Linked DNA regions of Mus musculus: region 1 is linked to region 2. A link is a contact called in public HiChIP or PLAC-seq data. All regions are on one chromosome and are shown on one strand. The core of a region is the stretch at or near the end of the contact, and the rest is flanking DNA. Distances in the headings are between cores, read along the strand shown. Region 1 overlaps Samd4 (sterile alpha motif domain containing 4). Region 2 holds the start of Cgrrf1 (cell growth regulator with ring finger domain 1).

Region 1 (5,570 bases), core at 1,903-4,402, 190 kb after region 2:
AATGGCCAAGCCCCGTGACCTTCTCAGTTCCTTGGGGGCTCACTTCTCAACCCCGATGCCTTGGGACCGGGTCTCTCATTCATGAACTTTGGGAAGCACATCCAGACTGCAGTAGGCTGTCCACTGCACGGGTTATGAATGTTTGGAATGGAAAGATTCTTGTGATCTGGGGGCGTGGACGGGGTCAAACTTTAGCAGAGGGAATGGGTAGAGGGAAAGAAAGCTGGAGGAGGGCTCAGGGAAGAATGCCCATTCTGAACAAAAGGATGGAGTCGTGGGTGTGCAGGCAGGCTGACAGAGTGTGGAGGAAAAGGAGCGCTCAGGAAGGGACAGACAGGAATGAAGGGGAGCCGTGAACGAAGACTGAAGGAAGTATCTGTGAGCATAAAGGCCCTGAACAGGGCGTGAGCAGAGTCATGCAGGGATTGGTCATCTGCAGGCAGACAGACAGGCAGCAAACAGTGGGTGTGGTCAGCGTCAGAGCCTGTGCTGTTAAATCATACAAGCATCCTTGGGATGACAGCAGGGTAGAGGTACCAGGGAAGGTCTGGGAGGTCACGCACAGCTGATAACAAAGTAACCTGACACAGCCACCACGGAAGCCAATGCAGAGGCTTCTCAGGAAGCTGATGACCGACGGGGGCTGGACAGAAGCCTCAGCACTCACGAACTTGTTGCCCTTGCAGATGACCAGTCCAGGTCCCAGCATCCGCACTGGGCTGCTCGCAACTGCCAGTAACTCCCAGATAAGGGGAAATCCAATGTCCTCTTCTGGTCTCTGTGAACACTCACATTCAGATGCACATATCTACACATAGACACACAATTTAAAAGTTTTCAGTTAAACAAACCTATCAAGTGATATTCCATATAACACAGCTAAACCTCTCTGGAATGTCAAGGCACTATTTACAGAAGCTAAGTTATAGAATAAACGTTTGTGTCCCGCAACAGAATAATGGATGAGGAAAATGTGGGCCATACACACACACACACACACACACACACACAAGGAAACTTTCCTTAGTCATTCATACATATAGTTGTATATAAAAAACTTCAAAGTAGAGAGAAATCTTTCCAGGGGGAGGGTAGTGAGCGAAGCAGAGAGAGAAAGGCATGCTGGGAAGTGTGTTCAGCATACACACAAAAAAAATTGTTTTAAAGAAAATCTTTGATCCTAGGAGAAATCATTAGATTAGGATTCAGTGTTGGGTGTGGATAGAGGTTATTGATAGGCTCATTTGGTCATTCATGTAGAAAGATTCTATTGAAACTTCTGTAGGACCTAGGTTGCTCCAGGAATCTTGGACACTATTGGAGAAGGCCAACTCACCATTGCTTACGGAGCAGTCTAGCATATGTCAATTAGAGTATGAAAATAAATCATATGGTTCATTAGAACTTGGTAAGTCATATGGAGAGTCAAGTATGTAGAAGTGGGCCCAGGTGTTAAGGTGATTTGGGTATGAAGTTAGTTGGTCAGAGCAGGCCTCATTGAGATTTTGATGCTGGTAAGGAAGTGGTGAAACATCCAAGGAGTAGTCCAGACCAAAAGGCTAGGGCAGAGATCCCTAGACTTCATACCCAATATATTCATTGCAAAGCAAGAAGGCTGTTGCCTAAGGGAGAGTGAGGCAGGCAGTGCTGGGAGAATTGGGCAGAGGGCACAGCCTACTATGACAAAGACTTTGACTTTGTCAAACCAGGAAACCACTGGGAATTTTTGGCAGATGAGTGGTGTGACCCGCCTCACAGGCTAAAGGGATTCATTGGCTGCTATATCTGTAGACAGACTGTATCAGGACAAGGACGGATTCAGAGAGACCATTTTGGAGGCTGATATCATCATCGCACAGGCAAGAGACCATGATGGTTTGAACCAGCAATAGTCACGGTAGTGGGGTGAAACCAACAGATACACCAACCAAATCATCTAATTCAGAAGTAAATTCCTTCCTCATTATTTCTTTCTCATTCATGTTGCAACTAGTAAAGAGAATGAGAGAGAGGACATAAATGTTGCTCCCGTGAGGTTTGCCTGAGCCACTCCTGGAAGGATGGGGTTACTTTCAGTTGAGATGAGTAAGTCTGAGTTGGGCAAGCAGAGGAGCTTTAGGGTAAGAGGCTGAGCTTAGTATCAGAGCTGGTGAGTCTGGGCAGGGAGATGGAGATTAAGAGATGCTGAGGAGGAGGCAGGATATATGGATATGTTCTTTGGGAAAGAGGGTGAACCTGACGCTTTGTGAATGGGTAGTGTTTCAAGCAATGAGATTAAGTGATATTACAAGTTGGAGACAATCAGGGAGGCACACAGCCTGGGTTCTTCAACCTGGAGGCCACAGGGACAACGGCAAAGGAGGGGCTGGAGAGATGGCTCAGAGGTTAAGAGCACTGGCTGTTCTTCTAGAGGTCTTGAGTTCAATTCCTAGCAACCACATAGTGGCTCACAGCCATCTATACTGTAATCTGATGCCCTCTTCTGGCATGTAGGCATACATGTAGGCAGAATACTGTATACATAATAAACAAATAAATTTAAAAAGGGGGGGGGGCTGCAAAGGAACAAGAGGATCCAACAGGAAGCTACCCAGTTAGAGAAGAAGAGTGCCTTGCAAGGGAAAGGGATAAAACACTTCAGAAAGAAAAGAATAATGAGCTGAGTAAAGTGTATTGAAAGTGTATTGATAGGACCAAGAGTTAGTCATCATCATATTGATAAAGGAAGGATAACAGGGATAAGCCAAGAGCTCTTAGCACATGATGGATATTGAGGGTTGAGCCAGTGATTGCAAAGAGACAGGATGATGAGCTAGACTCAAGCTTGACTTAGGCCCGTTGATGATTTATAGAAGAGGTTGTAACATGGAGACAAGGAAAAATGTTGTCTATTGCAGAGACAAAAACGGCCGGAAGAGCCACTCCAAGGTTTTGAAGGAAAATAATAGGATACGGCCAAAAACACTGGTTCCCAAACTAAGCCCTATTGCGCCTACTTCCTCCTATCCATGGGCGGATGCTGGAGCACTGAGATCTCAGGGATCTGAGCTGGGGATTTTCCTTCCCTAAGAAAGCGATGTGTCAGAGCCTAAGATAAACAGCAGTCCCCTTCCGTCAGGCCGTTCAGCTTGATGACTAAGTAAGAATGTTAGCCAGGTGGGCAGTGATGAAGCACGCCTTTAATTCGAGCACTTGGGAGGCAGAGGCAGGCAGAGCTATGAACTATGAGCAAGCCGACCTGCTCTACAGAGTGAGATCCAGGACAGTCAAGGCTACACAGAGAAACCCTGTCTCTGAAAACAAAACAGAATGTGCAGGTCATTTTACTGTGAGACCAAAAATGTACCAGATGTTAGCTGTCACAATCTGGCACAAGATTTAGTCAACTTTGTTTCATCCACCAAGGGAAACAGTCTAAGGAGCCCAGAGCCTGGCTCAGTATTCCTGTTCGCTTCCTACCTGTGGTCTGCTGTAAGACAGGATGACCATCCCCTGGCTTAGGTACAGCTTGACGTTACCTCACCTGCCCCAGAGTGTCTGATCCTTTCTACTCTTTGCTGGTTGACTTAAACTTGGACTGGCAAAATCAAACCAAACCAACAATCAAAAAACAGCGATGAAACAACAAGCGGCATGGAATTGTTCCAGTTCACATTACAGTAGTACTTGATTCCTGTCTTCAGGAGGGAAAGGCTAGTGACTGAACCTCGGGCCTCATGCCAGCACTTAACTTCATGTCTTGCTCTTTCTTTACTTTAGTTTTGAGGCAGAGTCTCCTAAGTTGTCTAGGCTGCATTTGAACTTGTGATGTGCTTGCCTGAACCCTGGGATTAGAGGCATGGGTCACCAGGCCTACCTAGTACTAGCCTCATGGGGCTTTATGGTATTTGATGCTTGTTTGTTTTGAGACAGGGTCTCCCTGTGTAACTCTGACTAGCCTGGAATTCACTGTGTAGACCAGGCTAACCCAGGAATCACAGAGATCTGCCTGTGTCTGCCTTCCTAGTGCTTGGATAGAAGGCATGTGACACCACTCCTTTTGACATTCTTTACTTTAGATTTGGAAGCTTGCTGGTCTTGCTGGCCCAGCATGAGTCAGGAACACAGGAAGTTTACACACTAAAATGTCCCACCAGCCCCATTTGGTCACCTCCTCCCTTCCGCAGATTCCCAATCTGGTTTTAATTGTTATGATTTGTTTGACTAATCATAATTCATGTTTTTTCTGGTTGATAGGATACATTGGAATAATACATTGGCAGTCAACACACACAGACACACACACACAAGTTGCTAACACTCAACAGCATAGCATTTACTACTTAAAACACTTTACACAAATGTTCATTCATTTGATCCTCTAGGATGTGCACATGCTGGCTCTGCTCATGTGATAGAAAAGGCATAAAGGGGTTAAATAAGTTCATGAACAGCACAGGCTAAGTTAGTCAGGGTTTCAACCCAGGTAGGGAGATCCCAGAGTCAGTCATCAGCCTCTCTCTCTCTCTCTCTCTCTCTCTCTCTCTCTCTCTCTCTCTCTCTCTCTCTCTCTCTCAGTTTGAGGTTATATTGTCCCACGTCCTGACCAGCTACCTTTGGACCTTGTGAGTCCACAGCTATAAGACCCCCACCAAAGTCGCTGGTCTTTGTTGACTCCCCAGAGCTGAGGGACTGTTCCTCTGATGAGCCCTACTATAGCTTACAGAGCACCTTACCGTGAGCTCTTAGCATCCTTTAGTCAGCTGCTCACCTCCCCTTCCAAGGTACAAACAAACTCTTAGGACTTAGGAACAAAGACTGATTTTTGGTTGGTTGGTTGGTTGGTTGGTTGGTTTCGTTTTGTTTTTCCAGATAGGGTTTCTCTGTATAGTCTTGACTGTTCTAGACCCACTCTGTAGACCAGGCTGACCTTGAACTCAGAGAGATCCACCTGCCTCTGCCTCCCCGAGTGCTGGGATTAAAGGAGTGAGCCATCACACTCTACAGGACTGTGTCTCTTTATCTTGCTTTCCCAGCCTCCAGAACACCGTGCGGCTCAAAATGTCACACGAACTTTAAAGATGGAAAGTTCCTGACTGGTATCCGAGTGCCATTCTCCTGTGGTAGAGCATCTCTGCTAGAGAATGCCTCTCTCTCATGAAGCCCAGATGTGGGCTCTTGATCCTCCTCCATATGCCCCGGCTAGGCAGCCACTCTAACTCAATAAGATATGACGTGCGAGCTGAGGCTGTGTGCTGAATGGTAGGGACGTAATATATTCTTAGGCTCACCAGGTAGATGTTCATTCACAAAAGTAGTGAATTCCCAACCCAAACAAGAGCTTGTCCCTCGGAATTCACTAAGTATTTAGTGGTGATCATGCTGCCCCCAGTTCTCTCAGGGACATTCATTTTTGTGTGTGTGTATGTGACTTATGATACCAAGTTGGTATCAATACCAAAGACTTTTTTAAAATGCAGTGTGGTCTTGACTAGAAATGGGGTTAGTGATATGAATTGATGGGTATAATCAGAAGCCATTTACTATACACAAATTCATACCCAAAAAAAATGTACATAAGAACTGCCAGC
Region 2 (4,892 bases), core at 2,141-4,640:
CCACAACAGTAATTTCTTTCTAACTAATTAGTTATTTCTTTGACACAGGGTTGTATTATACAGTGCTGGCTGGCCTGGAATTTGATGTGTAAGTCAGGCTAGCTTTGAACTCACAGAGATGCCCCTAATTCTCCCTCCTGTGTGCTGGGATTCTATGTATGTACCACCCAGACCAGGCAATCCAGTCATCATTAATGATTAGATCCACCAGTGGGGAAATCAATCCTTTAATGCATGAGCCTTTTAGAAGGACCATTCATATCCAAAAGACAGTGTCGTCACCATCATCATCGACATCACCCTCTTCCTCCTCCTCTTCTCCCAAATGCCTTTATGTCTGGCATACATCTAACACTCAACAAACATTTTTAAAAGATTTATTTTTATTTTAAAATTTTATATCTCTAATCTATCTATCCATCCATCCATCCATCCATCCATCCATCCATCTATCTATCTATCTATCTATCTATCTATCTATCTATCTATCTATCTATCTTTGTCTGTGTGGGGATATGCAAATGTACTCGTGAGAAACCAGAAGCAGATGCCCGAGCTGGAATTACAGTGATCCTGGGCCACTGGATTGGGAGCTGGGAACCGATGCTAGTCTTCTGGAATAGCAGGACCACTCTCAGCTGCTGTGCTGCCTCTCCAGCCTCCACATTTTTTTTTTCTTAATTAGACATGAGTAGGTGTATTAATCTCTTTTCTCAGCTGCTGGACAGACCACCTGCCAACAGTGTAAGGGAGGCAAAGTTTCTTTGACTCCAGGATTTCAGACTAGAGTGTGTCATAGCAAGGAAGGTGTGTCCCTGAGCATGTAGCTCAGGCTCCTCACAATCATAGCAGATCAGGATGCAGTGGAAGCAGGGTCAGGTGACAACCCCCTTAGGCTCTCCCCCAGGCACCTACCACCTTAATCTGGGTCTCAGCTCCTGAAGATCCCCCAGATTCTCCAAACAGCCACACATCTGGGGACCAAATGTTCAAATATAGCCTACTGGAGCCATTTCACATTCAAGCACTATCAGTCAAGATGTGTAGGAGTGGGCGTGTCAAATGAGACCTCAGGGTCTTTGTTTTAAAGAGATATCATCCTGTCTCCAACAAAGCGGAAGGCAAGGACTGCCCCCCCCAAGAGGGGAAGAGAGAGAGAGAATAAACCTATATTGTATTTTTGGGAAGGAAGAGGAGAAGAAGGAAGAGAGGAAAGACCAAGGATGAGCAAAAGCAAAAAACCATTGATATATGTGTATAAAACAACACTCATTACTTTGTAAATTTACCTAAAATTTTATTTTAAAAAGAACAAGAAAAACAGGGCATGCCAACCCAGGACTTTTACCAGTGGAATTAGATTTTTGCTATAGAAAAGTCATTGGTGGTGGAGGAGAGAGTCACCGTGTGTGCAGAATACACAGGACAGGTCCTGCAGAGAGGGTCACCGTGTGTGCAGAATACACAGGACAGGTCCTGCAGTGAGGGACACTGTGTGCAGAGTACACAGGAGAGGTCCTGCAGAGAGGGACACTGTGTGCAGAGTACACAGGAGAGATCCTGCAGTGAGGGACACTGTGTGCAGAGTACACAGGACAGGTCCTGCAGAGAGGGTCACCGTGTGTGCAGAATACACAGGAGAGATCCTGCAGAGAGGGACACTGTGTGCAGAGTACACAGGAGAGGTCCTGCAGTAAGGGACACTGTGTGTGCAGAGTACACAGGACAGGTCCTGTGTTAGACACATATTTCAGTGGCTGTAGTAAATCCAAGCAGGAAATGGTAAAGACTTGAGCTAAATCTCCGCTCCTGTTTGTTTAGAGAGTTCCTCAGGATAAGCTAGGCTGGCTTCCCGTTCCTTTATTTCTGATTTGGAGCTGGCTCTCGTGTCTGGATTGGTGAATTGTTCTTTTCTGATTTGTATCTTCCAAAGCATTACTTTATTTATTTTTTTTCTTTTCTTGCTTCCTCTCTTCTTTACACTTTGGGAAATGTTTACTTTTCTTTCATTACATTATATTTACTATGGCCCATGCTTGCAGAGGTCTGAAGACAACTGTATTCTCCTTTTACCACGTGGTTCCAGAAGGTTCCAGTTAGGTTGTCAGGCCTGGTAGCAAGTGCCTTTAGCCATCTTGTTGGCTTACATCTTACATCTCTTTACTGTAGGTTCAGTGGGGGTTGAGTGGGGACAAAGTCATTCCTATGTATTTAATGTTACTTTACCTGCAACTTATGTTTTTGTTTCACGATAAACATCCCTTTTCGTTTTACTGTAATAAAATTGCCTTCAGATTGGCTACCTGCAATGGTGTGATTGCATCTAACACAGTATTTCTAGACTCTAGTCTCTAAAAAAAATTAAATATACATAAAGTCCTACCTCCATGATTTAGCCTAAGTAAGTAAATTAGCTTTATGGATACTCACTGCAGTGCTTGATGTGGTAGTAAAAAACATTCCAACAACCAAGCATAGCTTAAATAAACATACTTTTACAATTCAATATCTACTAATGAGAAAATTTACATAGAAACAAGCTTAAATAGCAGTACTCCAGAAAACACAAGGCTATTTGGTCAAGGTCACTGGACGAAGCTAACTCTTCTTTTTGAAGCACACATTTCCTGGTGACTTGAGAGCATGGCATGAAACCTTTCCTTAAGCGTCCTAATGTCCACTCTCCCCTTCTTCCTCAGTAACAGGATCGGATTTGTGATGGGAGGTGTTTCTCCTGTTTATGCTGTAACTAGGGATCACATTAGGGCTTAAGTAAAAGAAATATAAAAGTGGTTTTAGGAGAAACTTCCGGGAGGCTTCTTTGAGGCACTGATGACAAGAGTGAGGAAAGGAAGCAGACATTAAGCTACTTCCTGTACTAAGATCTCCTAATAAACAAACAAAAATTAGTTACTAAAACCTTCAAAGATCTGGCTAATTCTAATTGGAGAAGAAAAAAGAGGGCCGAGGGAGTACGTATGCCGATTTTCCTTTGAATAAACTTACTTTGCAAAGGTTGATAAGGTTACAAAAAATCGCTCGCGGTAGTGACCTCTTTTCGGGTTTTCCGCGACAATCCGCAAATCGAGACCATTCCTTTCGTAGACCATTCCGTCGCGCCGATGCCGGCCCTTGTCCCATTCCCAAATTTGTCTAGGGTTTGCAGGGTTTCCAGGATACCTCGTGTATCTGAGGATCTGCATTAACTTAAATTTTGGCCCCAGATGTCAGTTAGGAATTTGAGAACAGAGCCCGGCTGGCGGAATTCTCTCAGGCCACCAATCCTGGGCGCAGGGCAGGGCGGAGCTGGTCCCTCCCTGTTACGTAGCCAGTAGTCGGGACCAGACGAGGGAGGGGCGTGGCATACCTGCTATCAACCTTGTGATTGGCATTCCGTCTCCAGTGGCCGCGGCTGTCAGCTGCCCAGAAGCCTGGGCGAGTGAGGACCTACAAAGTTTGTCCGCTCCGGGGCGCCATACCGGCTCGGGTCCGGGCCAGCCGGGCTGGGCTGGGCTGAGCCCAGGAGACCCCGATGGCCGCAGTGTTCCTGGTAACGCTCTATGAATACTCGCCGCTCTTCTACATAGCGGTGGTCTTCACCTGCTTCATCGTCACCACCGGCCTGGTATTAGGATGGTGAGTGTCCAGGGCTGGGAGTGGAGGGCGCGGGGACCGCCGGCCCGGTGTGGGGTCCGCGCAGAGGGTTCGGGTGACTCCGGGAGAGCGGTCACCGCCACCGAACACACTCGGCCCAGGCCAGGCTGCTGCCCCCGTGGGATGGGACCGCAGGGGAGAACTTGGTCCTGGTGCGGGGGTCAGAGTGCGTGTCCCGAAGGCTTTGTCCCGGGCCCCGGCCTACTTTGTGCCTAGCGGGGACCGGTCACCGGCCCCGCAGGCGCGCAGACCTGACCCAAAGGAGCTTGGCTGTTTATGACCCGAACTGACCCTTGCTTGGTCCCAGATCTTTCAGAGGAACTTTTACCCGAATTCTGTATCTACCGATTGCTAATTGAATGGCTTCTTGATGCAGTCTATTTTTTTGGAAGTGATCTTTAGTTAATAAGACGTTTTTAGAAAGGAGCGAGATTTTAGGAATAAGTTATTCTGTGGGGTGGAGGCATTTTGCTTCTAGGAGAGTTACATAACCCAGGAACAATTCTTTCAGTGTTGAGTCTCCGGTATCCCTCTTGAGGAGATGCAGTTTTATCATGTTTAGGCTTATAAAACACAGCTGGTTGAAACCACGGGACTAGCCTACAGCGGTTGCTCTCTAGACTGCAGCTTTCATAGCCCCTTGAAAAGATGGTGAACCCAAATGTATTGAACAGTGGCTCTAAATGAGCAAGAACCATGGCTGGAAGTGGACCGTACAGAAAAGGACATGAGCTGTTACAGTTGGGGAACGAGTTCTCTGAAAACTATGTGAGAACGGGAATGCATTTGCAAGAAGAACAAAGCAAACAGGTTTGAGACTGAAGCGGGCTTTGTAAATCAAGCTCAAAAATACCACTTGATTACATATTCATCGTTACTTTAAAGACTTTAACAGGTCCCGGTCCGTTTCTGATAATAGGATCTCCTTTTGGAAAAAAAGAACATGTTAATATTTCCACTTGACCCCGAGTTACAGCGTAAAACTCCCATGTTGTGGACAAGATAAGATGAAGTCCAGTCTTAAGTTGTTTTCTCTTTAAGACAGGTGGTTTCCCTGTAGCATAGTATGATTGCAGTCCTGTTTCAGCATCCCAAGTGCTGGGAATATAGGGGTGTGCCACCATACGTGGATCACTCCGTGTTATTTACTATTAACCTTTCAGGTTTTAATTGCTGTCATTTACGTCAAGGAAGTTTGTAATTAGAATTAGTGTTTACCACTTTAAAAAAAAAGTAGT

What was found. HiChIP or PLAC-seq counts read pairs in DNA pulled down with a chosen protein or histone mark.
Region 1: a contact with region 2 is called in a FOXA1 HiChIP or PLAC-seq map of pancreatic cancer cells. The contact joins the enhancer-like site here to the promoter of Cgrrf1 in region 2. A contact is called at or near these places in 5 of 39 promoter capture datasets (the C10 cell line, embryonic stem cells and liver), 4 of 115 datasets of contacts at active chromatin or transcription factors (craniofacial prominence, embryonic stem cells and pancreatic cancer cells) and 1 of 9 other capture datasets (embryonic stem cells).

The regions. Positions count from the first base shown.
Region 1 is chr14:47,020,594-47,026,163 of GRCm38.p6, forward strand. The region is part of intron 3 of Samd4 (sterile alpha motif domain containing 4); the gene reads left to right. Among named protein-coding and RNA genes, the nearest start is that of Gm52121, 15 kb to the left of the region's middle. Within about 2 kb of position 3,153, at least 34 of the 459 cell types and tissues checked have an H3K27ac peak or open chromatin away from gene starts, as enhancers often do. A contact at or near this core is called in pancreatic cancer cells, where this site is marked.
Region 2 is chr14:46,828,744-46,833,635 of GRCm38.p6, forward strand. It overlaps Cgrrf1 (cell growth regulator with ring finger domain 1), which reads left to right and starts at 3,391. Exons shown (of 6, transcript NM_026832.4): 1 at 3,391-3,636. The coding sequence starts at 3,533.